Linked DNA regions of Mus musculus: regions 1, 2, 3, 4, 5 and 7 are each linked to region 6. Evidence: chromatin contacts called from public promoter capture Hi-C data. All regions are on one chromosome and are shown on one strand. Each heading gives the region's core, a stretch centred on a gene start, on an enhancer-like site or on the middle of the called end of the contact. The rest is flanking DNA. Distances are from core to core; before and after follow the strand shown.

Region 1 (2,836 bases), core at 90-2,589, 2.4 Mb before region 6:
AGCAATCATATACAACTTGGGGAAGTGGTAGAGTTGCTTGGACTGAGGAATCTGAAATACCACCCTGGGCAGAGATGTCCTAGGTGGGTGGACACTATCAGGCAGAAGGCTACAGGGTGCAGTAGTGGGGTGTACGGAAGTGGCTTAAGGGGTGCTAGAGGCGTGCACTTCAGGGAGGTGCCCAGTGCTAACTAACCACTATCCGGCCCAGCCAGTTAATCATTTCCTGACCTTTCCTTTCCTGCCCCATGGATTGGCACATTGTTCTTCCCTCTCCACTTGCTTGTCAGGGGATGAAGGAAAGAAGCCCCTTTACCAGGTTAAACACCACCAACCAAACAAAGAAAGAAAGCCCAACTTTGGAGGCTAGATTTGTGGGAGCCCCAGATATCCTCAAGGCAGAGAATGTGAGGTGGCAGGCTCTCTACCTCTAGACGCTCCTCCTGTCTTCTTCACTTCTTTCTAGAGAGAGATTTGAAGCGGGGGGGGGGGGGGTGCGGGGGTCCAATCTTCCTAAAGCAAATTATACTCTTGGTTTCACTTTTTGTTAAAAAGGGGACCGTAGCAGCAGCTTGAGAGGGTGTTTTGAGGATTAAATGAGGTGTGGTATGCAAAGTGCCTGGCTGGGAGCCAGGTGGGCTTCTAACAAATGTTACACTGCCTCTTTTTATTACCTAGCACCCGCGACCTTGTACAGCAAACTGGATTATTTCGTTCAACTTCAAGAGGTATAGGTATGAAAATACCCACAATGGGCAGGAGATATCAGTGAGTCATAACGGCATGGCGTGGACCCCGAACACAGGCGTTCCGGTGGGCCCAGCCGTGCAGTATCCCGGTGACACACTCAGGCCAGAGTTCAGAACTCAGAACAGTTCCGGACCCCGCCTGCTACCGGGAGAACACGAAAGTCAGGACTGTTCTGGGCTCTTTGCAGCCGGCTGGGCCATCGAGGGCCACGCCCCAAAAGTCTGTTTCTTCCTGTGTAAAATGGGGCTTCAATGCACGTCGGTGTGAGTGGTTTTCATTTTCCGTACTCTTTGCGGTGTGGTCACATATTCTACCTCGCTGTTGTAGCCAACTCACTGCAGTAGAAGCAGCGGTCCCGACCGCTCTGCCCCGGATGAGTACCCACACTTGTCGGGTTCCCAAGAATCGGCTGCAGCGGCCGGGGGCAGATTTCGGAAAGTCACTTCACATCCCCGTAGGACTTTACACTAGCTGCTAGCACTGGGTGAGCACCAATGCCCCGCCCACTGACTAGTGTGGGGGCGGGGCCCGGGCTGGCCTGGGGGCGTAACCAGCAGGGTGGGCGGGGCCGCCGGAGAAGGCGGAAGCCTACTGTCCCTGGGCGGCGGCAGAACCAGGAGTCCGGATTTTCACGTTCTCCGGAGCGGGGCGCCGGGAGACGGCGGATGGCAAAACCCGGCGCCCGGAAGCCCTTGCTTTCTTTGACGCAAAGGCTCGGGACCCAGAAGCCGCCGTCTGCCCAGTGCCGGGTCAGAAGCGACCCCAGACGGAGCCTCTGAAGTCCCTCCGCCCCAGAGCCTCGGCTGTCCCCGCCGCCGTCCTCGTGGCCATGGAGTGTCCGCACCTCAGCTCCAGCGTCTGCATCGCCCCGGACTCAGCCAAGTTCCCCAACGGCTCCCCGTCGTCCTGGTGCTGCAGCGGTGAGTGCGGCTCTGGGGCTGGCCGGCCGCGCACCCGAGGTCCCGGCTCTGGCCCGGGCCTTGCCGTCGAAGGGCCGCGGGTGCGGGGCAGCGCGCGGCCTCGTTGGGGGGGGGGGGAGGCTGAGGGGAGCAAGCGGGCCCGGCGCGCGGGGCGAGGGGACGCGGCGCGGCGCGGCGGGCGCGGTGGCGGCTCCTTTGTTTCGCGCGGCCCGACGGCCGGGCCGGCTGAGGAGAGGCCCGCGGGGGCCTGAGGCGAGCGCGCAGCGGCGGGATGACGCGGCGGCTCGCACCCCAAGGCTCCGCGAACCTAAGGGCCGGCTCCGCGCGCGGCCGCACGTGTGGCGGGGTCGGGCTCGCGGTCCCCCGTGGGCCGGACAGGCAAAGCGCCGCTCTGCGGGCGCAGCTTTGTCTGGACTGCCGGCGCGCGAGCCCCTTTGGGTTGCGTTTCCTCGGGTTCCCACAGGCTCCTGCCTCCCCCGCAGCCCCTGAGCGGACTGCGCTGGGGGCTGCTCACCTCGGAGTCTCTCTTCAGCCTGTGAGGGTGAAGTTTGAAAACAGGCTGCGGGCTCCGAAAGCTCCGGAGAAGGCAGCCAACAGCTGCTTTGGAGGGGCGGCTCGAGGTTGGGTGTTTTGGGTTTTTTTGTTTTTTTTTGTTTTGCCTTTCGAAGATTGTTCCGAGGCAGTTTTTCGGGTTGGCAGGGATTTCGTTGGGAATTCCCGAGTGCGTGTAAGACACTTCGTAGGTTTATGTTATGCCTTCGAGTTGCTTAAGCGTTAACTCCTTCTGCTTCCTTGGAAGCCCCGGTGCCCTCTCATTGTCTGCCGGGACTTAAGGTCGGACGGGCCACCCGGCTTTGATTACTTCCTGGTAGGGCCCTGGTGCCGACGCTGGTCTTTGTTTATGAGCTTTAAGATTATCACTGGCAGCTTGGGCTGTAGTGTAAAATGTGAATCGTGTGCATCAGAAATCAAGTTCATCTGCAAGGCTGAAAAGACGGTGGGACGATTCAGCAGAGTGGTCTTTCAGCCTGGGTTGGATTGGAGCTAGGAAGGTAGTTTAGGGACTGCTTTAATACTTTTGACGTACTACTTCTTCAAAGGGGATTATATTCTTGAAGCAAAATATACGGGGTAACACAAGGAAAACTGTCCTCCAGGATAAGGAA
Region 2 (3,101 bases), core at 192-2,691, 2.7 Mb before region 6:
GCTCCTGGTCCCCCTTAGCCACTCCTTCCTCATGATCTGGATAGTAAACCCTTGTCTCACAGGGGCTTGATCTGGCTGGGTTTCTGCCACTTGCAGATAAAAGAGCACTGAACAATAAAGAATTAGTCTAGGGTAATAAATAATGAAGGCTTGAATTGAATACATCAAAGTGCTATTTCCTCCCTTCCTTTTGCCACCCATTAATTGAAAGCCTCCTGAGGAGTGATAAATTTAAACGCAACTAACACCTACACTTCACAGCACCTTACCAAGTTTCAAAGTGCTTTCACACTCAGTATTTAATTTTCACTACAACCTATGAAGTAGTTTGTTTTTCATTCGTCTTTACAGATGAGAAAACTGAGACGTGTCAAGCCTGTGAGACTTCACACAGCTGTGAAGTGGCTTAGCAAAGACTAAATCCAAATCTAAATCTCTACATCTTCTATGGCCAAAGTTCCCGTCACCTGTCTCAGGTGGCGCTATTTTATAAGCTGTTCGTAGCACAAGCCTTCCCACATCTTTCTTCTCTTCTCTTCTCTTCTCTTCTCTTCTCTTCTCTTCTCTTCTCTTATCTTATCTTCTCTTCTCTTCTCTTCTCTTCTCCCTCTCTCCCCTCTCTCCCCTCTCCTCTCTTTCTTTCTTTCTTTCTCTCTCTCTCTCTCTCTCTCTCTCTCTCTCTCTCTCTCTCTCTCCCTCCCTCCCTCCCTCCCTCCCTCCCTCCCTCCCTCCCTCTCTCTCTCTCTCTCTCTCTCTTTCTTTCTTTCTTTCTCAAGAATTCATCCTCCCGCGGTGCGCGAGGCGGTATCTATGAAGCAGAGCCTCTAAAATGATCATCGCATTTGGCTGTGGCCTGTAGTTCAGAAGGCACAAGTGGGAATGAAATTAGCCCGCTAACATCACTCCTTGAGCTCTATAATTGAAGGGCTGTGGAAGGGGGCCTAGGAAATGGGCGGGAACGGGAGAGGCTGGGTAATACTCTGCAGCTAATTCACAGACTTCGTGAACCTTTGCATCTCCAAAGAAAGCTTGCCGAGCTCCGGGTTCAGGCAAGTAGATGAGCGAACTGCAGGACTTAGATTCCGAGGTCTTGGATTTGAAAGATGCCCATAAACAAAGAAACAACAAAGTCAAGTTCCCTTGGCAAAAGAAGAGGAGTTTGAAACGAAGCGTCTTTTCCCTGTAAGGATGGAAAGTCTTAACACACCACCCTACATCACTCAGATTTGTTATCCAGGGAGGTTGTTCGGACAGTTTGGGCGAGGCACGCCCGCGGCTCTCCCAGAGTACTACAAATCCCATAAAGCCTCGCGGGGCGGAGGGTGATGACAAGGCGCGGGCAGATTGGCTGGGACGGGGAGGAGCGAGCCTGTCGCCTCAAGAGGGTGGGGCGAGAGGCGGGGCGGGGCGCGGGTGGCTTGGCAGACACGCCCCCTCGCCAGAGGCCCCCCCTCCGCGCTGCTTTCCACCGCCTCCTTGCTCTTGGCGGTCAGAGAGGGCCGGAGTGAGAAGATGGCGAAGACGTACGATTATCTGTTCAAGCTGCTGCTCATCGGCGACTCCGGCGTTGGCAAGACCTGCCTCCTGTTCCGCTTCTCAGAGGACGCCTTCAACACCACCTTTATCTCCACCATCGGTGAGGGAGCGGCCGCGGCCCGGGACGGGAGCTGAGACGAGGGGGGCGGGTGCCTGGGGGCCTGGGAGAGGGCACGCGAGGGCTTGGCGACCGGAGAAGGGGACCCCGAAGGGCCGCGGAGAGGGCAGTGAGAGCCGGAGAGGCTGAAAGGGACGGATGGGGATGCGGAACTGCGGACGGACGAAAGGGAACCGGAGCAATCGGAAACCAGGGGTGTTGGGGACACGAGGGGGCTCCGGGGCGGCGGCGGCAGCGGCGTCCCAGAGGGACGGAGTCGGGGGAACACAGGAAATCGTACGGAAAGAGAAGGAGGGGAGGGAGAGTGAATACGAACGTGGGTTAGAAAGACAGGAAAGAGGAAGGAAATGTGAAGAGGGAAATGAAGGTTTGAGGACTCAAAGAGGGGCTTCAAATGAAGTAAAGGGGCAGAGGACACCAGGGACAAGAGAAGTGAGACTAGGAGGCGGTCAACAGGGAATTGAGGGGAATGACTGACTGAATGATCAGGAGGCAAGCGATAAAACGACATTGACTCTAAAGGTGTGAACAGAGATGCCAAGAGAAAATGCAGAAGATTGTAGGTGGGAGAAGGACTCAGGAGGACCCGAGGGCGACTTGAGGCTACTTGGTGGAGAAAGTGAAGGCGAGCTGAGTGTTAACTAGAAAGGAGAAGGGGAAGCAGGGGATGCAGTGCAGGGGTTGAGAGATCAGAGAGGAAATGGAAAACGCGGGGCTCAGGACTTTCCCTAGTAACTGGGAACGCTGGTTTCCATTTTCTCTTGACATCTTTGAATCGAGATTTAAAAAGTGACTAATGATGGAGTAATGTCTACGGGGTGTTAAAAATCTTTTGAGTGTTTATAGGAATTAAAGGGGCTGGGGACTTTGGGAGATGATGTGGTTAGAAGAAATTTATTGTTCACCGCCTTATTCCGTGTCTTGGGAAGCAGCAGTAAGTTTCTCAACTTTGTAAATTCTTGAGCTCGTGTAGTTGGTAACATCCAAGCCAAGTGATTGACTGTACATTCCGCCTGCCTCCCTGTGTAGTTTCCTTTGATTCTAATTACTTTGTAGGTGAATCATAACATACTGTATATTTCCCAATTACTTCTAATTGACTCAAGAAAAAAATTTCTCACTCTTCACTGGGAGCTGCTCTTGTATCTTCAGTAAAAGACATTGTGTGCAGGTAAACAGGATCTTTAAGTTGTAAACTGAAGAACACATCAAAACTGCTTTTAAACCTTCAGTAGGATGACCTTAACATTATTTCCTTTGTTAAATAGCTGCAGTCCAGTGGCCCACTCACTCATCAGCTTTTTGGTTGTCTGGCCTCTAATACTAGCTTATTTAAAGCATTTTTCAAATGGCTTTCCAGGTGATCCACAAGTAATGGGGAACTAGTGTGTTGACAATAAGTATGTCAAAGGGGCTGGAAAGTTGCTATGGTGGTTAGGAGGATTTG
Region 3 (3,236 bases), core at 626-3,125, 2.7 Mb before region 6:
TCTTTTCCCTCTGGAAGTTTACATTTAAACAGGAAGACAGATGCATCACTGAAATTGACTTGTGATTGAATGTATAGCAAAGCGATGTTACTATAAGAATGTCAAGCAAAACACAGCTCTCATTTCAAAATTGTTTATTCTGCAGCCAAATTTGAGTGATCTTGGCCTGGGGAACAGAGTATTGGGGTTGCCCCAAATACTGTTTTCCCACATGGAAATGAGTACATGAAGTTTTTACAGTTACAAAAGAAAGTAATAAATCAAGGCCCCTTTCAGATGCATTATTGGAAATATCAGGTAAGTGGGGCAGAGCAGAGCAGGGAAATCTCTGCTACAGGTGTCAGATGCTGCAATCCGATGACATTCTTAGCTTTGGGGTTTGTGGAGGCTAGTAGTAAATATGAAGGAAAAAACCTGTCACGTGATAGTCACAAGGGCATTAGAGCAGATGCAGAGGTGGGAATGAATAGCTGTTAAAGAGGCTAGATAGCCCAAGATATTGGCTCTGTATCTACAGCGTTTCAATTCTCCACAAACATGAATGTAATTAGTCAATATTAACCTTGTAGCATTCTTAACATAGCTGTGGTTGTTTGTCCTGAAATTTAAATTCAGATATGATTAGAGAATGCCTTTAAAATTTTTTAAGTTTTTGGAGATCAGGGCTGTTAGTGGCACAGAAACCAACTTGTCAGAACAACTCGTCAGTATTTCATTATTCCTTTTCCATAGGGGATGATTCACCTGGGTCATACCAGCCCAGTTGGATTTTTACATAGGATGGGAGCCCCACATTCCTGCAACCACGGACACAGAAAAAATACTTACTTTAAAGGAACCGTGCCCCTGTCCTGCTGTTTACTTCAATTGACCTTCAGCACAAAAGTGGCCTGGTAATCTCCCTTAGACCACCTTACAGTTGGCCAGCACCAGGGACAATGTGTACCCACAGGCAAGAGGGCTGGGGCACAGCTTTTAAGTCTTCAGTGAGCCACGCTTTGGAATAAGGACCTGCAGCGCTGGCAAGTCTGAGGCTTGGTGTAGCCCTTTGCCTCTCGGAGGTCTAGGCGCCCGCCCAGTTCGGCGGGCAACTTTCATTGCCCCAAGAAACCTAGAGAAGAAACCTTGAAGGACCCCTTTCCATTCTCAGCACCCCGAGTGCTCTGAAGAACTGCCCAGCCCTCAAGGCCCCGCCCCGCAGTCTGACGGCACGTGGAGTCCCAGGAGGCCGCGTTGCTGCCCAGCCTGCCCGCACACCGAATCCTTCCAGGCTGCACCTCCGCTCTGACCGCTTGTGAAGCCCCTCGAGGCCCTGTCCCCTGCGCTGTACGCACGCAGAGACACTAGAGGCCGCCCCGGTTCTGACAGCACGTGGAGCCCCTCGAGGAACCGCCTCTCTGACAGCTTCTCGATGCCGCTGCACAGGTTCTAACAGTACTCTGAGCCTCTCAAGAAATAGCTTCCCGAATCCTGCACCGCCATTCGCTCTCAGCGCCTGGAGCACCTCCTGGAACTACCTCCCGAGATCCGCCTGGACACCCCTCTGCGACTGACCGTTGTGCGATACAGGCTCTGTTTTTCGAGCTCCGCCCCCGCCCAGTCCTGCCTTGCTGTGGAGCAGCTCGAGGACCCGCCTCCTCGACTCCACCCCGCCCTCTGCAAAAACAAGCCGCGGAGCATCTCAAGGCACTTCATCTAGAGCGCCGCTCCGCCCTCTGCTCTGACTGGCTGTGTCCTGCACCGCCCCCAGGCTCTGATTGGCCAGAAACCGCCCCTAAGGCACCGCCTCTCGTACGTCCCGCCCTCCGCTCAAAAAAGCCTTGGAGCACCTCGAGGCCCCGCCTCCCGGGCTTTGCTCCGCCCCCTTCTCTGATCGAGCCCGGAGTACCTGGCAGGCCTGCCCCGCCCCGCATTCCGCTAAGAAATCGTCCCAGTCACCTCGGATCCACTCAGGTCCCCCGGGACTGGCTTCTGTGGGTACCATGACGCTGCCTGTGTTCTTCGGTTGCGCCTTCATCGCCTTCGGGCCCGCGTTCGCACTCTACCTCTTCACCATCGCCACCGACCCTTTGCGCGTCATTTTCCTCATCGCTGGGTGAGGTTGAGCCGAGTCCCGGACACCGCGGGTCCCTCCCTCTCCTGGGTTTCCACGACCCCGGGATCCCCATCTCCCAGTGGCTCCCAGCTTGTGGGACTGTCCAAGACTGGGGGGAGGGGGTTCAGGCTGAGCAGGCGAGTCCTGCGGGTCTTGGCTTCTGTGGAAGATGGGAATAAGTGGATACATTCGTGTATGGAGCCTTAGTCTTTCCGTAGGAATTTCTCATTTCACTCAGTGCTCAGCGGCATCGAAGAGCTGTTCTCACTCTCTGCCATTAAAGACACCTGGGGATCAGTTGTCCACCTCCTCAACCCCCGTTCTTGGACTCAGAATGCCTGTGAGGAATTTGGGCTCAGATTTTTCTTGTAGGCCCCTGGGTAATGGTTGGGGTGCAGCCAATGGTGAAAGCCTGAGAAAACCGCTGCAACACCTGACCAGTCTTGCTGAGAACTTGGTAAATATCTAACTCTGCTGGTGACTGCGGTCTTGATCCCTTTGCACCTGCTGAGACTGAGTTTCTGAGACTTGGCACCCAGGCAACTCACTGGCTAGCCAGGAACTCCAGCCTCTCTGCGTTCTTTTTTCCTGTAATAAATAGTGCTCCTTCGCTGTTGGCATTAAAAATCAATAGAGTCTGTTGAACGTCAAGCTTGCTGTGTCCTTAAAGTCCACAGGAAGGTTGTAAGAACCGGGCCTGGAAAACAACTAGACCACAGCATGGGTTTTCAACTTCTGAGTTTTCCATGGTGCACACAATAAATACAGGTGTAGGTGTTTGTTTTCCTTCAGAAAAGATACTTATCTTTACAGACAGCTAAGCCATTAAATTCACATTTTCTAGGATATGAAAATTGTAACAGCCACTGGTTATATGTTTCTATGGCACACCAATGAGGCAAAGCAGTAACCAACTTCCTCGTTGCCAGTCCTTGGCAGATAGTGTTCTGGTGTACACAGACAGGGTCACTGAATCGTCCTTGTTGAGGGCATCTGACGTTCCTCTTGGACTGTTTTTTCACTAGGAGGAAAATGGACCATTGATTAGCAAATGCTGATTCGGAATACCATGTGAAGGGGTTCTTTCCTAAAAAAGATCAAGATATTTGTTTCCTGTGCTTCTGTTAACTCGTGACTTTTG
Region 4 (2,798 bases), core at 254-2,753, 2.2 Mb before region 6:
TTCACTTTTGCTTGTATAAACACACAGGTATGTAAACATATAATCAAAGGCACATCACCATCAATTTTTTAAAAACTTTGAAGCTTACTTTCTCCTCATCGCAATTAATTTTTCTTTTCTTTATATAAACACCGGCCCGATTTAGAGGACTCATCACACAAAAAAAGAAAAACTATAAAAATAACTCAGATATTATATCCAAAAAGAACAATGTTAAGGTTTGACTTTTAAAGCTATTTGAGCAACAATCATTTTGAAAGAAGACACAATGAAATATGGTGACGGCTGGGAACAGCCAATGATAATGAACAAGTAACCCGGCTTAATCAAGTGGGCCAAAGGAATGGTTCAAATAAAACAAATCATTTTGGGAACATACATAAAATAAGGAAGTACCATTCAAGGACAAGCTAGGTACTCTTAAAAAACAAAAGAGTCTGTTAGAAATATATCAAAATATTAACAGTGAAATGCTATCTCTGGAGATGGGTTATTAATTCGTTGGAATTTATCACTCTTGATTACCTATACACCTTCAAGGTATTACACACATTTTTAAAACTAACGCAAATGGAGATTTTTGTCCCTGTGCTTCACAGCTACCATACACATGCATGCATAGTACATACATACATACATACATACATACATCGCGTCTTTACATAACCTCCTGGGAGAGGTAGGTACCAAGCTTCTGTCCTCGTGTCTCCTGGGAACCTGCCACCCATCACTGTTCCCAGGGTTAGCTCCTGTCATCACCACCATCCACCTCTCACCCTGGAGACTACACAACTGTCGCCTCGTCTCCGCTCCAGGTAGCAAGGGCTTTAGAAATTGTTATTTTATCCGAAGAGAGATTCAGAGAAAGGTTTACCGAAAGGATGAGCAGCCCCCACCCAAAAGCGCAGACGAGGAGAAAGACGCACGGTCTCAACCTCCACCCCTCCGAAGTCGGCCGGCGACAGGGAGCACCGGAGTCGCGACTCTCCTCAAGAGGAAGAGATGGGAGAGCCGCTCCCCAGTCCCAGTCCCAGCTAAGAGAGACGCGCTCGATAGCGGATAAAGGGGAGAAGGTCACAGACGCGACCCCTGAGGCGCTGAGGGGCGCAGACTGCAAGCTTATTCAGGGGCGGGTCCCTCCCTCCGGCAGGTGGCTCGGCTTCCAACAGGCTTCCAGGGGGCCAGGGGTTCCTCGGGCCTCCGCCCGCCGTCCACCCGGAGCCAGCAGTCCCGCTCGGCGGGCGGCCCCGGAACGGCCCCGAGCGGCTCGGCCGGGCCAGCCGATCACACACTCGGGAGGTCACGATGGCGAAAGAGAACGTGTTACCTACCGTACGTGGGTCGGGAGCTGGCGGCGATGGGGTGCGGCTCCAGCACCCGGCACCCGGCTGGCCAGCGGCCGCGCTAGCCGCGTCCTTTATATTTTTGCTGCAGCGGCGGCGACTTGTCAAAGGGAAAGACGTAAGAGGCGGCGGCGGCAGCGGCGGCAGCGACGGCGGCAGCGGCAGCGGCAGGCGAGTCTCGCGGGACTTATGAGGGAACTCTCGCGAGATCAGAAGCGCTGGTCCTGCCTCCTCCGGGCCTCGCGCGGGAGGTGGGAGGCAACCTGAGAGGAAAAGGGAGAGAAGATGCCGGCTTAGGCAGTGATGGGAAAGCGATGAGTACATCGCCGGCCGGGAGACCCTTCCTGTGAGGGTACTGGGGACACTCTACCGCCCCATGTCTCTTAACCGCTGGGTCCTCGCGGAGTCACGTGTGCCCGTAGGGAACTATCAATTGGGGGCATTTCACAAAGGGCGCTGAAGGATCAGGCGAGCGTGGATGTGTTCAGGATGAGTACGGGACAGTCTGCAAGAGGATCGGGGTCCGAATGCTGCCGAGGCCTCGGGGCTGCCGAGGACCGAGAGAAAAAGCTGCGGCCGGCCACACCCCTTTATCTCGGCTGCTTGCCGGGCGCTCTACTCCCTTTATCTCCCATCACAGTCTGCCCTTAACCTTGTGGCTGGTTAAGTTTACGCCCAAGCAAGTGTTTAAGTTGACCAACTTCTGCCCTGTCTGAGGAACACGGGAGGATTGACCTTTAGTACAGGTCTTGACCCTGACCTATACAGTGATGCACTCTGAGGAAGAACACTAACTTGGTCATCTAGCCCAACGTCTAGCATAGATGTAGGCGCTCAAATGTTGAATTGATATTGTTGAATGCCTCTGTACTTAAGGACTCCCAATCTCACCACTGTAGCCACCTTCAGCAAAAGGTTTTTCTGGAGAGAGAGCGGTTAAGAGGGCTATCTCTTACAGAGTGACTTGGCTTCACTTCACTTCAGGATGTCCAAAACCACTTGTAACTTCAACACTCACTTCTGAACGCTACAAGAACCTGCACTCGCGTTAACATACCCACACATACACATGAATTTGTTTTTGTTTTCAAGACAGGGTTTCTCTGCATCGCCCTGGCTGTCCTGGAACTCTCTGAAGACCAGGCTTTTTCCTGATTCTGCTCCAGAGTGCTGGGACTAAAGGCTTTTGGGGAAGGGGGGACGTTATAAATAAAATCTTTTTAAAAAATTCTTGTGCTAAAGACATAAACATACATGGTATAAGCAGCTGGGTGGGGTGGCAATCTCTGTGAGCTTGAGGCCAGTTTGGTCCACATACTGAGTTCCTCCCCTTTGGTTCAATTGGAAATGTGTATCATACAAATTTAGCCTAAGACAAAAGCTACTCTCAGCTTTGTGTGTGACTTGGAATGGCTTGCTTGGCTTCCCTGGACCTCAGTTCCTAATCTGTTCATT
Region 5 (3,117 bases), core at 92-2,591, 2.6 Mb before region 6:
GCATAGGAGAATAGAAAAATGTTGTTGTCCTAGCAATGCTGCATGTGGACTCTGCCCGTCTATGTACTAGGTTCATCCAGTTCAACCTAAGCTTCATTTAAAAGCAAACCCACTCATAAATGACACAAGATCAAACACACTATCCCTAACACCTAGGACCGTAAACATTTCACCAAGGTCTCTTAAAGAACAATAATTAGTTTTCCACTCATCGGGCTAAAAGAACCTTATTAGAGTGAACCTAATTAAAGAGTGAAGTCAAGTCAGTTTATTTCTAACAACTGACCCACTTCTAACTTCTGGAGATGAGGGAAGACAAGAACTAGGAAGATGAAGATTCTGCTGGTTGCTCTGGAATTTTCTCTGGTTTGTGATGACCAGAAACCTCTTCATCTGGCATAACCCTTCATAGCCCTACTGATATGTGACCGGGAAAGGCTGCTCTCTGGGTGGGAAGAATTCTATGTGTTTTTTACATGGATTCTGGCATTTCTCTATGCATCAGGTTTTGTAATATATATGTCAAGTATTACAGCTTTCACCTCTATATTCTTTCTCCATCAGCATGTAATCCAGGTATAAAAGCTAAGCCTAGGAACAGTGGGGCTCAAGGTGATGAACAAAACTCCATCAGTAACTGAGCAGGGACAAACCCTAGGCCTAATGTCTGGAGCGGCTGACTCTGACTACACTTATAACACCTCGGAGCCCCGCCCACTACATTACCAGGTCTCCAGAACTTCGGCTCGCTTTGGCTGGAGTAGGGCGGCACTCTGAGCTTGCTCTGGCTGGAGTAGGGCGGCGCTCTGAGCTCGCTCTGCAGGCGCTGACAGGTCTGGGAGCGACTCAAAGCCCCGCCTCCCAGGCTCCGACCTGGCTCCGGTTTGACTGGGCGTGGGACTCCTCCAGGCTCTCCGCCTTCCGACCTCCGTTCCCTGTTCTGACAGGATCTGTGCTCCGAAGCCACGCCCCTCCTCTGCCCTCGGAGCACCTCGAGTCCCCTGCCGAGCTCCGCCCAGCAACCCGCTTTTACAGGCCAAGGAGCAGCTCAGGCCCCAACTCCCGAACCCTGCCTTGTCCCGTGTGACTAGAGGACCTCGAGGTCCTGCATGCCAACCCTCGCTCTGCCGTCCACTCTGATAGGCTATGGAACTCTTCCAGGCCTGGCCTCCCGAAGCTCCCTCCTGTTGCCTCTTTGACTAGGGCACCGAAGGCTCCGCCTCTCGAGCCCCGTCCCGCCCTCGGCATCTCCAGACCCCGCCTCACGGGCTCCGCCTCGTCCACTGCTCTGACGGAGCACCGGAGCCTCGCCACCCAGCCCCGCCCCGTATCCAGGACCCGCTGTCCATTGGGCACTGCAGGGCCCTCGGGCCCCCGCGACTGGCTCCCGAGGTCGTCATGACGGCTGCGGTGTTCTTTGGTTGCGCCTTCATCGCCTTCGGGCCCGCGCTCGCTCTTTATGTCTTCACCATCGCCACCGACCCTTTGCGAGTCATCTTCCTCATCGCCGGGTGAGGCTGCGCTGTGTCCCGGACGCCGCGGGTTCCCTCCCTCTCCTGGGTTCCCACGACCCCGGGATCCCCATCTCCCAGGGGCTCCAGCTTGTGGTGCGGTCCAGGGCTGGAACTGTTCCTGGGAGGGTCTGAGAAGAGCAGGCCCGTAGGCTAAGCAGGCGCCCCTTGGCTTCTGTTGGCTGAGTGTGGGAACAAGCAGATAGATTCCTGCATGAAGCCTTTGTCTTTCTGTAGGAATCTCTCATTTCCCTCAGTGCTGAGCAGCATCGAAGAGTCGTTATCACTACTCTCTGCCATTAAAGTCACCTGGAGATCAGATGTTTATTCCCTGCCCCCCACCCTCACATCAATCCTCGGACTCAGAATGTCTGTGCAGACTATTCAGGCTCAGATTTTCTTTGTAGACTCCTGGGTAATGGTTTGGGTGCAGTCAAGGAGGAAAGTTCGAGAAAACACAGTAACAACTGACCAGGCGGCATGTCCTCCTGGGAGCTTGGTAAATACCGGAACTCTGCTGGTGAACGTGGTCTTGGTCTCGCTGCACCTGCCCGAAGTTTGCAGCTTCTGAACTTTCCATTATATTAATGCAGGCGTTAGGTATTCATTTTCTTTTAGAAAAAGACACTTGACAATATCTAACCATTAAACTTATATTTTCTGGTGAATTTTGAGGATATGAAATTTGCAACTGTCACTGGTTGTATATTTCTATAGCACACAAAGCATCTCTTAGGAAAAATAGTCAGCAACCAAGTGCCTCTTAGTCCTTGACAGATAGTGCCCTAGCGTGCACGCGACAGGGTCACTGAATCGTTCTTGTTAAGCACATCTGACGTTCCTCTTGGACTATTTGTCTCACTAGGAGAAAAAAAAAATTCTGATCTAAAACATCACTTTGTGAGGATTGTTTACTAAAAATGATTTGTAGCTCAAGCAGGTTTGATTTAAAGTCATTATTAAGCCTGTGCTTCTGTTAACTTGTGATTTTTTTTTTCCTTCTACGTTCCAGTGCTTTCTTCTGGTTGGTGTCTCTCCTGCTGTCATCCGTTTTTTGGTTCCTAGTGAGAGTCATTACTGACAACAGAGATGGACCAGTACAGAATTACCTGCTCATCTTCGGAGTGTTGCTCTCTGTCTGTATCCAAGAGCTGTTCAGGCTCGCATATTATAAGCTGTTAAAGTAAGTTAAGTGTTTGTTTTATTTTCCCAGTTAGACTTGAATTACGATTTAGTGATTGCTACAATTTTAGCCTGAAAATATTGAATATTTAAATTTACAATCCGGTTTGCCTGCCCTCCTGCTCCTCCTTATCTTTCTCTCTTCATTCTTCCCAAAAGTGTTTCTTCAAAAATTTCCCAATGCCAGACACTTTGTAGAAGCTGAGGTACAAAGGTGGGTTAAGAGACAGAAGCTCTGGCCTGGTAGAATTTATAATGAGAGGAAACAGGCAAGATATGAATGAACAAAAAGAAATCCACTATTGAAGAAAAATAACCCAGGGAAATAATTACTGAAACAATAAAGAGCCTTTCCACTTGAACTTCATGCTTCCCTCCTACCACCTCAAATAAATTATTCTTATGGAAATTATGCCTTCCATTA
Region 6 (3,194 bases), core at 450-2,949:
GGATTCACTTAAAAATAATCAAGAGTACTTATATTGACAACATTGGAGACACATTCATCCCATAATTAAATGTCAAGAGCTTGATATCTGGAGACAAATATGTAAATACAGAAGTAAAAGTCCCAATATTTGAGGCCATATACAGGCCAATCTGTGGAATCAGTTTGAGGCAAGTATTGCTTTGCAGGAGACCCCAAATTCAAGCAACACAGTAAACCACCACTGGGTTTATCATTTCAATAGTTTTACAGCAAAAGGACAACCTGAAAATCTATCAATTTTAATGAGAAACAAACTTGGAAGCAACATTATAAAAACTGTTCATAGATACTGTTTAATGAGGACATGTTAAATTAATTCTACCCTCACCAACTTCAGCAAAGCTGGCCTGCTCATTTATCCAATGTTCCAGACCCCTTCAAATTCAGAAACGTTTTGATACTCTGAAAGACTCTTAACTGAGGATTCCACCAGCACTTAGGTCTGACCTATTTCCCATGTGCCCTTCCAGATACTATACCATCTCTTCTACTATACCCCCCTTTAAGTCGTCTCACAATAGGACAACCTATCTAGTCGGTTTAACGATGAATCTAACAGTCTCCAAATTACTGTGGTCAGAACAACCTTAATCCATCTACAGATAAACATTCGTGGTAAAACAATATACTAATTACTACTGAAAACTCGCTTAAGATTCAAAGGTCTAGATTACATCATATAAAGTAACGAAGACATGCATTTCCAGAAATTGTCTTAAAGAGGTGAAGGCAATCTTCCTGGAAAGCATAAATTCAGATATCCTTCAGCCCTTTTCTTTGAAGACAATTTCTCCGGACTGAAAGCACATGACCCGCCACGGCCTGTGCGGAGTTGTCATCGGACGATCTCGAACCCCTGACAAGTCTCTGGCATCAAAACGCTCGGCTTCCAGCAACCCTGCTTAGAACTAAGCAAAGCTTAGAACTAAGAAAAGCTAAGATCCCAAAGGTTCCTCTACCATCCACCTGGCGCTGTTGCCCACGTTGCCTCTAAGATGGCTGCCTCAGCGCCCACAACTCAGCTCCGGCCAGAAAAGGTGCTAGGTTTCCTTTCCCTCGTCTCCTCTCTGCAGATTCCATGTTCTGAACCTTCGCCCTCCTCTATAGCCGCCCCCCAGACCAGGGGGAAGCCCAGTGTAGAAGACCTCCACTCACCATGACGGGGAGAGGAGAAGGCCACGCTCCTCTCTACCCGGCTGCTCCCACAGGAAAAGGAAAGACTTGTCACTTGTACTCTATATATCCTTCCACTCGTCTTCCGCATCCTGCCCCTTATCAAAATCAAATTAGAGACACGATCTATCTTTCTGCTACATGTAAAAATTTCAAAAGGTAATATTATTGCGTGACGTGTGTTAAAATTATGTATTCATTTTTTTTAAAGTTAAAAAGAGTGATTAGAAAGGAGGGACTCTTTTTCGCGGAATAATTCGTAACTCGTCACAACTCTCGCGAGAATTATCTTTCTCCTCATCCCGCCCACCCTCATCATAACATCTCTTTTAGTCCATTTTTTCCCCCCTAACAGAAATGGGAGACTTTTGGAATAGTAAATTGAGGGGATGCTCTACTAAATTAAAGCAATGTGTTAGCGTTGAGTACAAACCGAACTTAAAGCGTGAAGTAGTTCCGGCGGGGCGGGGTCATGGCCTCTGACGTCATTGTCTGGGCGCGCAGTTCAGTTTAACTTCTTAGCAATGGACGGAGGCCACGGCGGTATGTGGTCGCGAATGAACCGCGCGGCGGAGGAGTTTTATGCTCGTCTCCGGCAGTGAGTTGTGGTTGGGGAATGGGATGGTACTTGTCCCTCCCCTGCCGGTGGTGTTTGCCACAGCTGGCTGCCGGCTTTCCTGGACCTGGGATGTGAGAGGCAGCCAGGGCTCTGCGGAGGCCTAGGCTACTGCCGGCCTCCGGAGAAAACACCCGAGCTTACCCAAGGGAGGCAAGATGGCAAAGCAGTGTACGGATTGGACTGATGTACACGCTTCTAAGTAGAGGCTCCTGGGACACAGAGAGCTAGATGTCATCGGGCCTCAAGCTCAGAAACGGACAGAATCCGCATCGACCCTCCTCGGCAGCCTCCTGATGCCGAGATGAGAGGCGTGAGCCGTGCCACAAATTCACTGTGTTCCCTCAGTGAAATTCTGTCAACTTCTACATCCTGTGTGAAAATCTAAGTCAGCGACTCACATCAGAATCACCCACAGGGTTGCCAAAATATACATTGACTGGCTCAGCCTCTGAGATTTTTGATTTCGTAGGCCTGATGTGAAGACAAAAAACTTTAATTCTAGGTGCAAGGTGTTGCTAGTTGGGTATAGCCCATTAGTCTCTAAATGCTATCATTTTTAACTGCCATTATTGCCCCTCCTGTTTACAAAAGCAGTAATAATTTTTCACTACTACAGGAAAAGAACTAATGTGCTTTTGTTTTTTAAGATAGTTTCAGAGCCCGGCGTGGTGGCGCACGCCTTTAATCCCAGCACTCGGGAGGCAGAGGCAGGCGAAGTTCGAGGCCAGCCTGGTCTAGAGAGTGAGTTCCAGGACAGCCAGAGCTATACAGAGAAACCCTGTCTCGAAAAATCAAAAAAAAAAAAAAAAAAAAAAAAAATAGTGTCTCTGTGTAACCCTGTCTGTCTTGGAACTCAATCTGTAGAGTAGGCTGGCCTGGAACTCAGAGATCCGGCCGCCTCAGCCCTCAGAGTGCTGGGGGTCAAAGGCGGGAGCCACCACTGCCCAGCTAAAACTAGTGGGTTTTAGTGGTTGGGTTTTTGTTGTTGTGTTGTGTTTGTTTTTTTTTGTTTTTTTTTTTTTTGAGACAGGGTTTCTCTGTGTAGCACTGGTTGTCCTGGAACTCACTCTGTAGACCAGGCTGGCCTTGAACTCAGAAATTCACCTGCCTCTGCCTCCCTAGTGCTACGAATAAAAGCATGAGCCACCACGCCCAACAAAACTGATGTTTTTAAAGAAGCTAATGTCTTTGAGCTCAGGAACTTGAGTTGTTTTTAACTGTTGTGGTATTTTGCCATGGTGTTAAGTACTTTATTGTTTTAAACCCAAGATCTCTGAGTTTGGACTTGTAAACATCGTGGCCCGGTGTCCAATGTGCTGTCCTTACAGGCATGTACCATTATGCCCAGCTTTTGAGGTTCT
Region 7 (2,790 bases), core at 43-2,542, 2.3 Mb after region 6:
TGGATACTTAAAATCAATCCCAGGCAGGGGAGGAAGATCCAACATTCCAGGTAATCTTCAACCACATAGCAAGTTCAAGGCCAGCTGAGGTACATGACACCCTGTCAGGGTGTGTGTGTGTGTGTGTGTTTAGACTGAAGGCCATGTCAAATTCCACTGAGATCATGAACAGAATTTTGATTGGAACTATATTACTTGGAGAAAATTCTCCGTTTTAGGCTCTTATCTGTGAAAACTATATTGCTCTACTTAGGTTCCTTTTGCTGTTTCATAGCTTCTTTGTGGTCCTGAGATTAGAATTTTATTAACTTTAAAGAAACCACTTAATCTAGTATGCACTACATTCTAGTTGCAAGTTTCTAGCACCAAGGTCACCTCTACACAAGCTGACCACACACGAGCTGTACCCTAACCTGAGGGGTGTTTTTATTTAATTGTGTATATGAGCACTTGGGGTTTCTATTGCTGTGACAAAGTACCATGCACTAAAAGAGAGGCAAAGGAAAACGTTTGTTTATTGATACTTGCTTTTGATGTCTGCGCATCAAAGTTACTCTCCTGGTTTTCTAGGGGTTCTATATAATTAGTTGCCGAATTTTATCACGTGGTCTCCTACTTCTGTGGGTTTTTTCCTCACCATACCTCGCGTGACACTTTAAAGAGTGTTTACTTTTATGTGTACTTGAGCGTGTCTGCTGACCTCTGTCAGGATCAGAGCCCCTGTTACTGGATTTCCTGGCACTTTTCGGGGTGCGGGAGCCAAACCTGAGAGCTGCAAGATGGCTTAACTTCCGCCCCTCTGTGCTTTTTCAATGTAATGAATTAAACATTAACCACGATATATTGCATTTGATATGCAACTCCGGGTCCCGGGTGGTATTTATCAACCTCATCACAGACACAGTTACTACGGCGCGCACGCCCGGGGTGAGGGTGGGTTGGGAAGTCCACCACGTGATCCGCAAGGCTTGAGGCGGAGAGCGACTTTTCAGTGTACCCAAGCCGTGGGAACGCGCCTGTCAGTTTAAGCAGTACGTCTCCCCCGATAGCTCTCTCCCTTTAGCCTGTTAATCTCTACTGTTGAGCACTTGTAATATTCGCAAGCCCCAAAGGCCAATCGCACCGGAAGTCGAACGCGCAAATCCGGAACTGCGTTCTGCAGACGCGCCTCCTCTCGGTTTTGGCCCTGCCCCTTCCGTCTCGAGTCGGGCATCGATTGGTCGGCGCGGTCCCATAAGAAGCTGCGCGCAGGCGTATATGATCTTTTCCTCAGCTGCCGCCAAGGTGCTCGGTCCTTCCGAGGAAGCTAAGGCCGCGTTGGGGTGAGGCCCTCACTTCATCCGGCGACTAGCACCGTGCCGGCAGTCTACAGCATGGCTTCCGTCTCCGAGCTCGCTTGCATCTACTCCGCCCTCATCCTGCACGACGACGAGGTGACGGTCACGGTAAGTGCGGGATAACCCCGGGCCGGCCACGTGTTTGTGCGGCGGACACCCGGCTCCGCCCGGACTTCGCATTCTCAGGCATTCGGTGACTTGGAGGCCTGTGAGGCGTATGCGCTCTGTCCTCCCCGCGCGGCCCAACCCGAGACAGGTGAATGGCGGTCCCGAGCGCGCATGTTAGGCCTACTGTTTAGAGTGGGCTGTTTTTATCTAAGTTTTAGGCCTCGAACTCAGGTCGTCAGGCCTGCGGGACAATCCCACAGCCCGCTGAGCCTTCAAACCTGGCCTTGTCTTTTTTAAGGTTGACTTTAGCCCAAGTACGAAACTTAACTCTGTATAAGTGACTGAGTTTTAGCCGCATTCTGATCGTTCTGACGGGTTGGCGTTTGTGTTCCAGGAGGATAAGATCAATGCCCTCATTAAAGCAGCTGGTGTCAGCGTCGAACCTTTCTGGCCTGGCTTGTTTGCCAAGGTAAGTTTTGGGGTTACACTTGGTAATGTACGATTTCCACCACCAGCCTTGATTTTTGTATCTTAGTTTGTACTTATTGATGTGGCTTTTATGTCAGGCCTTCACGGTCCATGGCTTGAGAATGAGTTTTGTTGCCTCTTAAGTTTGGGCATTTGAAGCAGTGAGATTCATGCAAAGTGGATAGCTACATTCTATTTATACAAACAGCTTTATTTCTGGCAAGTGGGGTCAATCAACTGGTGGCAGTTGTATATTGATTCCCTGTAGTCCTGAACATTGCTTTGGTCTCATGGGTGAAAAGAGCTTAATTGAATCATTAAATCTTGCAGCACAAAACTAAAAGCCTTTTCTATGTCTCTGTTGTAGGCTCTGGCCAATGTCAACATTGGGAGCCTCATCTGCAATGTAGGGGCTGGTGGGCCCGCTCCAGCAGCTGGAGCTGCGCCTGCTGGTGGTGCTGCTCCATCCACTGCCGCCGCCCCAGCTGAGGAGAAGAAAGTGGAGGCAAAGAAGGAAGAGTCCGAGGAGTCTGAAGATGACATGGGCTTCGGTCTTTTTGACTAAACTGCTTTTGTTAAGTTGGCTAATAAAGAGCTGAACCTGTAGGTGGACTGGTCTCACTTGTAAGCCACAAAGCTCTTGGAGTTTCAGAGATGGTAGCAGGTCCCAAAAAAATGTCAGGGAAGGAGGGTCTTGACCAAAGCCACCATGAGTTATATAAATAAGACCTGGGTCAAAAGAACTAGACGATCTGGGTAGAGAATGGGTGGGTCTGTCTCCAGGAAGCCCCTTCAAGCAACTGTTCAGAGAGCCTGTTTAGTGCCAGACAGACAGGCTGAGAGCTAACTCTTACTGTCAAGAATAACAAAATAACCT

What was found. Promoter capture Hi-C pulls out the DNA fragments that hold promoters and counts their contacts.
Region 1: a promoter capture Hi-C map of erythroid cells shows a contact between it and region 6, with 18 times the contacts expected there. The contact joins the promoter of Usp3 here to the promoter of Zwilch in region 6. A contact is called at or near these places in 2 of 39 promoter capture datasets (erythroid cells and pre-B cells).
Region 2: a promoter capture Hi-C map of pre-B cells shows a contact between it and region 6, with 5 times the contacts expected there. The contact joins the promoter of Rab8b here to the promoter of Zwilch in region 6.
Region 3: a contact with region 6 is called in a promoter capture Hi-C map of erythroid cells, with 5 times the contacts expected there. The contact joins the promoter of Aph1c here to the promoter of Zwilch in region 6. A contact is called at or near these places in 2 of 39 promoter capture datasets (erythroid cells and pre-B cells).
Region 4: a contact with region 6 is called in a promoter capture Hi-C map of pre-B cells, with 4 times the contacts expected there. The contact joins the promoter of Herc1 here to the promoter of Zwilch in region 6. A contact is called at or near these places in 4 of 39 promoter capture datasets (erythroid cells, hippocampal neurons, liver and 1 more).
Region 5: a contact with region 6 is called in a promoter capture Hi-C map of erythroid cells, with 20 times the contacts expected there. The contact joins the promoter of Aph1b here to the promoter of Zwilch in region 6. A contact is called at or near these places in 2 of 39 promoter capture datasets (erythroid cells and pre-B cells).
Region 7: a promoter capture Hi-C map of erythroid cells shows a contact between it and region 6, with 17 times the contacts expected there. The contact joins the promoter of Rplp1 here to the promoter of Zwilch in region 6. A contact is called at or near these places in 5 of 39 promoter capture datasets (embryonic stem cells, erythroid cells, hematopoietic stem and progenitor cells and 2 more) and 2 of 115 datasets of contacts at active chromatin or transcription factors (both in embryonic stem cells).

Annotation. Positions count from the first base shown.
Region 1 is chr9:66,591,618-66,594,453 of GRCm38.p6, reverse strand. Usp3 (ubiquitin specific peptidase 3) reads left to right here and starts at 1,339. Exons shown (of 15, transcript NM_144937.4): 1 at 1,339-1,670. The coding sequence starts at 1,580.
Region 2 is chr9:66,918,045-66,921,145 of GRCm38.p6, reverse strand. Rab8b (RAB8B, member RAS oncogene family) reads left to right here and starts at 1,441. Exons shown (of 8, transcript NM_173413.3): 1 at 1,441-1,636. The coding sequence starts at 1,513.
Region 3 is chr9:66,833,345-66,836,580 of GRCm38.p6, reverse strand. Aph1c (aph1 homolog C, gamma secretase subunit) reads left to right here and starts at 1,875. Exons shown (of 6, transcript NM_026674.3): 1 at 1,875-2,095. The coding sequence starts at 1,983.
Region 4 is chr9:66,349,155-66,351,952 of GRCm38.p6, reverse strand. It overlaps Herc1 (HECT and RLD domain containing E3 ubiquitin protein ligase family member 1), which reads right to left and starts at 1,503. Exons shown (of 78, transcript NM_145617.3): 1 at 1,332-1,503. It overlaps Gm30447, which reads left to right. Exons shown (of 2, transcript XM_006511600.4): 1 at 1-1,332; 2 at 1,435-1,628. The coding sequence starts at 882. The coding sequence ends at 1,610.
Region 5 is chr9:66,793,647-66,796,763 of GRCm38.p6, reverse strand. It overlaps Aph1b (aph1 homolog B, gamma secretase subunit), which reads left to right and starts at 1,341. Exons shown (of 6, transcript NM_177583.4): 1 at 1,341-1,511; 2 at 2,524-2,694. The coding sequence starts at 1,399.
Region 6 is chr9:64,171,436-64,174,629 of GRCm38.p6, reverse strand. Zwilch (zwilch kinetochore protein) reads left to right here and starts at 1,699. Exons shown (of 19, transcript NM_026507.4): 1 at 1,699-1,812. The coding sequence starts at 1,739. Rpl4 (ribosomal protein L4) reads right to left here and starts at 1,243. Exons shown (of 10, transcript NM_024212.4): 1 at 1,197-1,243. The coding sequence starts at 1,199.
Region 7 is chr9:61,913,012-61,915,801 of GRCm38.p6, reverse strand. Rplp1 (ribosomal protein, large, P1) reads left to right here and starts at 1,292. Exons shown (of 3, transcript NM_018853.3): 1 at 1,292-1,445; 2 at 1,840-1,914; 3 at 2,281-2,519. The coding sequence starts at 1,374. The coding sequence ends at 2,478.